Linked DNA regions of Hordeum vulgare: region 2 is linked to region 1. A link is a contact called in public Hi-C data. All regions are on one chromosome and are shown on one strand. Each heading gives the region's core, a stretch centred on a gene start, on an enhancer-like site or on the middle of the called end of the contact. The rest is flanking DNA. Distances are from core to core; before and after follow the strand shown. Region 1 holds the start of LOC123442913 (26S proteasome regulatory subunit RPN13). Region 2 has its middle 71 kb from the start of LOC123442913.

Region 1 (3,066 bases), core at 309-2,808:
ATGTGACAGAATGTCAACTAAGAGTTTGGTATATTTGAGTTTGTCTCCCAAACACGATATCATGTGGTGCTTGTTCTCGGATAGAATAGACTAGTTATCCTACCAATTTTTGAAGAACAATACCCCAATCCATATCAGCAGTATTTGTAGAAACAACAAAAAGTGACGCTTAGCTTTACCTGGAGTGGTTCACTGCTCTCCATCGATGGCAGTACCCAACGAACAGGTCCTAAATTAGGAGAAAAAAGATAAGTACAGGATAACAACAAGTCTTGTATTCCAAATCAAATCAAGCGAGTGAGAACTGATAAGTAACATAAGCATTTGCTTGGCTTTCACTTCTAAGAAGAATTGAGCCTTGCCTTCCAATTGCAATGAAGATGAGGTATGGTAGACCAAAGTAACTGCTTTGGTACTTCGTGCATATCAAAACGAAAAGGTTCTAGATGCACTTGCTTACAGAGAACAAACTTTTGAAGAGATTAGCAGAAAAGCAGGTACAGCATATGGGCATGGCTATCCACATTCCATGGTATTTGCGTCTTCAATCTCTGATAGTCTAAGACAGAAACATTCTATAGAGCATCTAAACATTGGTTGCTGAGCCATCAATCTATGTTTGTGACCAACTACTAGGAAAAACATTGCTGTTTGTTTGTTCCTTGATAGAAGTACGGATGCTATCATTCAACAATTGTCTCTCTCTTAAGATAGTATACACAAACAGAAAAAAGAAGCACTTGTCATTATAAGCTGATATGAGCAATTTTTGCCAGTAGAATGATAGGTAGTATATCTCAAGATTGACTCCTAGCTATATCATTATCAACCATACAGCTTACAGCCAATTGTTATCCTCAAGGTGTATTCCCTAGCTGTAATCATGCAAGCACACATTACAACAACTAAACCGGCTCCTCTCGCAATTGGTTGTTGTCATTTTCTTGCCAAATCATTCATCTAAACAAATAAAAACATATCGATGTTTCATCTTTGAAGATAATAATGGCAAACTTGATAGAGAATGAAACGAAATTCCACCATTTGCACAATCAGATTCCCCAAACGTACACAATGCTGCACATACAGACAATAACAGATGTCTATCGATTTCCGCAATATAAACAAAGTGTGATCTACTTCCTGCAGACATAGAAAAACATACACGAAAAAAAAATAGCAGCGAGCCGGGGTTTTTTTGGGGGGGGGGGGGGGGGGGGGGGGGGGGGGCAGAGGTGAGCTTCACCTTCTCGCTATAGGCGGGCGATGTAGCAGAGGGGCAGTGGAGGTCGGCGAGGGAGGCGCTCCCCGCGGTTGAGGTAGAAGAGGGAGAGGCAGGATACGGTGTGACGTCGGGGACGGAGCAGGCGTGGAGGCGGAGACGGAACCGGAGCGGAGGTTCGCGACGGCGACGGCGACGGCGACGGGGCGGCGTTCGACAACCGACGGGGCGGCAGCGGCGTGGGGACTCGCGGGGCGGCGAGAGAGGGGCGAGAGATTAGGGTGACAGATGGGAGTCGGGGCGAGAGAGGGGGTGGGGGTAGTCCTATGGTATGATAACCCTAGCGAAGAACATCTAAAAACACCCGTAAAAAAGAACAACTAGAAACTTCAATCCAGAAAAGCTCAAAATTGAGATTCAAAATTCTTAGGTATTGGGGTGGTTTCTAATTGATGAAAAAAAATAAACACAAAAATATTGGATGACAATACACATATGACGTTTTCTCGGGTAAACTGAACATTCAAAAATTACTAAAAGAGATAAATTTATGTTGTTGAGGATTTGTCATGTTCTAAAGTAATTTTTGCCATGTTGTACTAAACATTGTTAGAATATTGTCATGATGTAACAAGTAATTGCCATGATTAGAGCATGAAGAATTGTTAGCCTAAAAAATGATGAAAATTGTCATGCTCACGATTTGAAATGCTGGCTTGAGAGAATTGTCATGATGCATCAACATGAAAAGATGAAAATTGTTATACTTTAAAAATATAAATTATGGTCCCAAATGTGTTAATTGCCATCACGAGAGAAACATTTACTATCGTCAGCTCGCAGTTCGTCAATCGGATTTTTAACATTCCAAAAAATGTTTTTTAAATCTCATGCTCCTTGCATTCTTCACTTCCATTTCCATAATTCAAACTAATTAAACACAACTCAAACAAAAAGTTAATCCTACTCACATAATGAAACATTATAAAAGTCAAGCCCTCCTACAATATACAAGCATGACTAAACAATGAACATAATTAGAACATAAACTTAATCATGTAGTCCAAGTGTAGGCATACTCCTCGTCGGACAAAATGTCAATGATGTCTTCCTTTGCATCTAGCTCCTCATATATCGCCTCCTCGTCGGCGAGATCCTCCTAGAGCTCGTCCTAAGACTCGTCGTGGGTGTCCATTATAGCTCGCAGGTAGCATTGTCCTCGCAACAGACGAGCTTTTATGTGCTAGAAGGATCCGATTGTGCAACACTCCTTGGCGGTGCATTGCTTGCAGCGGCAAGCTCCAAGCAAAGAGCCTTCCATTAGGTAAATGATATCTCCAACGTATCTATAAATTTTATATTAATAACTGCTATTATATTATCACTTTTTATGGCTTCTATATCATTTTATATTATTTTTCTTGGCTAACTTATTAATATAGTATCCAATGTCAGTTCATGTTCTTTTGTTTATTTTTGGTTTCACATAAAATCCATATTTAGGAAGGTTCAAATACGATGCCAATTTTTAACAATTTTTTCTAGACAATAAAGAACCCTAGAAGCTTCGGGAGAGGTTGATACGTCTCCAACGTATCGATAGATTTTTATTGTTCTATGTTATTATATTAATAATTTTGTATGCTTTTTATGCAATTATATGCTATTTTATATCTTTTTTGAAAACTAACTTATTAACCCAGCGCAAGTGTCGGTTGCTATTTTCCTCGTGTTTTGGGTTTTCAGAAAATCAGTATCAAACGGAGTCCAAACGCTACGAAACTTTTTGATATTTTTTTATAGATCAAGCGAGGACCTGGAAGCTTCGAAGGGAGACCAGACGA
Region 2 (3,066 bases), core at 353-2,852, 71 kb after region 1:
TTTTTGAAAAATTCTGAACATAAACATGAATCTTTTTTAAAGATACAAACATTTTTTGAATTTTTAGAACAAATTTCGAAAAATAAGAACATTTAGTAGAAAACATTTTGAAAAACACAGATTTTTTTGAATGTACGGAACATTTTTTGAAACTCTAGAACATTTTGGTGAAAATCCAGAACCTTTTTTGTAAAAAGAAAAAAACATTTCCGAATTTGACCAACAATTCATGAAATTCCAAACATTTTTAAAAATCCAGAACAATTTTTGGAAAAAAGAAGAAACATTACATTTTTCTATTGTGTAAAAGTATTTATCGAATTTGAAGACCAGTTTTTGTAAATCCCAAGTATTTTTTGAATATCCAGAGCATTTTTGAAATATAAACAGAAAAAAGAGAAACAGAACAGTATAAAGAAAATAGAAATAAAAAAATAGAAAACCGGTTTAGGGAACCTTCTAAAAGGTTCTGAAAACCAGAAAAAACCGACAAGGAAAGTCTAGCTACTGCGTCGACGGTTTACGCAACCCTGTGCGAAGCATGGACAATTGGATGTAGTGAGCGGCATATAGAATTTTCCCAAATTCACGACCACGTACTCATGTACGTGCGCTGCTGGCCAACAAAACCGATGATTGCTAGTGATTATTATGATATGAAAAATATTTGAGAAGACATTGCACCATTGAGATTCAAATGCGCTTTTTTAAAATTGTCAAAAAAATTCTTGAAATTGTAAACAATTTTGAAATAGAATTTTAAAACCAGGAAGAATTTTTAATTCTATTTTTGGGTGCCAACATTTTTTTGAAAACATAAACAATCTCGAAATTTTTGGAAAGCTTTTAGAATTATTGAATATTTTTTATAAAATTGAACAAAAATCAAAAGTCCAAACAATTTTTGAAAACATGAACAAAATTTGAAACTCTATTTTCTAAAACATGAACACTATTGTAATTACAAACAGTTTCGTGAAATGGAAAGCTATATTTGAAAACAGGAACTTTTTTGAAACTCGGATCATTTTTACAAAATGTGAAAAGAATTCAAAATTCCAAACATTTTTAGAAAACAAAAACAATTTTAAAAAACGTGATTGTTTTGGAATGTTTTAATTATTTTCATAAAAAGAACAATTTGTGAATATGTTGAATGTTTGTCGAAATTTAAGATTTTTAAAATAAAAAAGAAAAAGAAAACAAAACATAAAAACAAACCAAAATACGAAAAAGAGAGTAACTGATTTCCGAAACCGGCCACGAACCTTCGATAAGTTTTACAAAATCGATGGCTCGCACAATCACATGTGCCGGCCATTATATCAGTCGGGTGTGCGATTGCTTTTCCTATTCGCTGCAGTTCCAGCGAAAGTTTCGTTCCTTTCGTGTTGTTTCTTTGTCGTTATTACAAGGAGGGATTAATCCCCTTAATTACCATGTTAATTAATCTTCACACAAACATCTGAAACTTGAGTTTTTATCTGCGTTTCATCGTGTTTAGAAGAGGAGAGGGAATAACAAGCTTCAGGCCATTATGGTTCGGCACGAAGGAAAGCCAGGTCCTTCCGTCGACGTGGGCTGCGGGCACCACACATATGTGTGCTGCGGGCAGCAGTCGGACACTCGGACTCGGATGGCGATGGCACGGAAGTACACTTGTTCCATCTGTGCTGGGCAGTGCGGCCTACTTTCTCGAAGGCTATCATTGCGTTTCGATTTCATCCAACGGGCTGGGTTTTCCCTGGACAAGTACTGTTAGCTTCTCTGTGATGTTCAGATCAAATGATCAATGATATACGCCGCACCATTGCGGGAAGACGCGTACGAGACAGATTTTTGTGAATTTTGCTGAACTTTTTGTGTGAGATGTTTCAACATGTTTCATCTACTGTATTCATGTAAACCATGTGTTGAAATCGACATTAAACAAGTCTTAGACCCAGCCGCAGTCTTGTAGTTTCACAAAAGATCTGTTGAAATTTGTATTTTGGAATTGTATCTAATATTTTTTTAGTCTTTTGGTTGAAACATATAAGCAAAATTCAAAATTCAGGTAAACCTGCATCTTCCCCGCAAAAAAAAGAAAGAAGGTAAACCTGCACTTTGTTCTTTCTGTAAAAACATGCCCAATTAATTCTGCACTCCATGGAAGCAGGAGAGCGACATTTTGGCTCCATGGTTGACGAGGATACCTCTTTTAGAGTTACATATTCATCATCGTGAGCACGCCGACTCAAGTTTGAGAAAAACAAAGACCAACGATTAGATCTCTCAGATGCCAACTCAACTATCATATACTTTGGTCTCTAAGTTCCAAGTGCTTATGCGAAGATGATGTTGTCTAAGGGTATTTCTAACTGATCTCCAATACAGCCATAAGAAAGTAATTTTTTTGATTTACATCCTTATGACAGACCTTGCTGATCCCCTAAAAACGTTAAAGGAGTATAATTTTTTACTCCAACTCTCTATATCCCCCAAGATTCTCCTAAATATACACCATCATGCGGCAGCTGAGTAAAACTTCCTCTCGCCGCCACCCCCCCGCAGCCGCCACCTATGACCTCCGAGCCGGCCGGAATAGATAGCCCTCCCGCCGCGAGTGCCAAAAAAAGTTTGGGGATGACAAAGAACCACCGGTTCCAAACTCCGCCTCCAACCGCGCCAATGGTGTCCGGTGTGGCCACCACATCTGTGATAACAACACTTCGCCCTCCCGCCGCACCTACAGGAGGCAAACATGCTCGAAAGCCGACGGCGGCGCTCGCCGAGGCGACTGCCAAGAAGAAGATGAAGAAGACAACGACGGTGCCCAGTCCAAAGCCCGTGCCTCGTGTGGCAACTCCGACTGCCCCTACGACAACTGCTCCGGCGCGAGCGACAACCACAACCCACAACAAAAAAAAACGCGACTGCCAAGTGCTTGATGAAATCCCAACAAGGTAAAAATATAACCTCGCGTCCCGTTGGTATTCAATAGTGATTGTTTATAGTACTTGCTTTGACATCGTAGAGCGGAGATGAACACGGCCAAATTCCTCGCATCGTTGGAGTCCTCGGCCA

What was found. Hi-C and Micro-C count contacts between places; a contact is called where the count stands out from the background.
Region 2: a contact with region 1 is called in a Hi-C map of seedling, with 2.4 times the contacts expected there. The contact joins the enhancer-like site here to the promoter of LOC123442913 in region 1. A contact is called at or near these places in 2 of 6 Hi-C or Micro-C datasets (leaf and seedling).

What each region holds. Positions count from the first base shown.
Region 1 is chr1H:431,998,356-432,001,421 of MorexV3_pseudomolecules_assembly, forward strand. It overlaps LOC123442913 (26S proteasome regulatory subunit RPN13), which reads right to left and starts at 1,559. Exons shown (of 14, transcript XM_045119097.1): 1 at 1,247-1,559; 2 at 180-229. The coding sequence starts at 203.
Region 2 is chr1H:432,069,074-432,072,139 of MorexV3_pseudomolecules_assembly, forward strand. No RefSeq gene overlaps it. Among protein-coding and RNA genes, the nearest start is that of LOC123442913, 71 kb to the left of the region's middle. Within about 2 kb of position 1,603, at least 3 of the 3 cell types and tissues checked have open chromatin away from gene starts, as enhancers often do. A contact at or near this core is called in leaf and seedling, where this site is marked.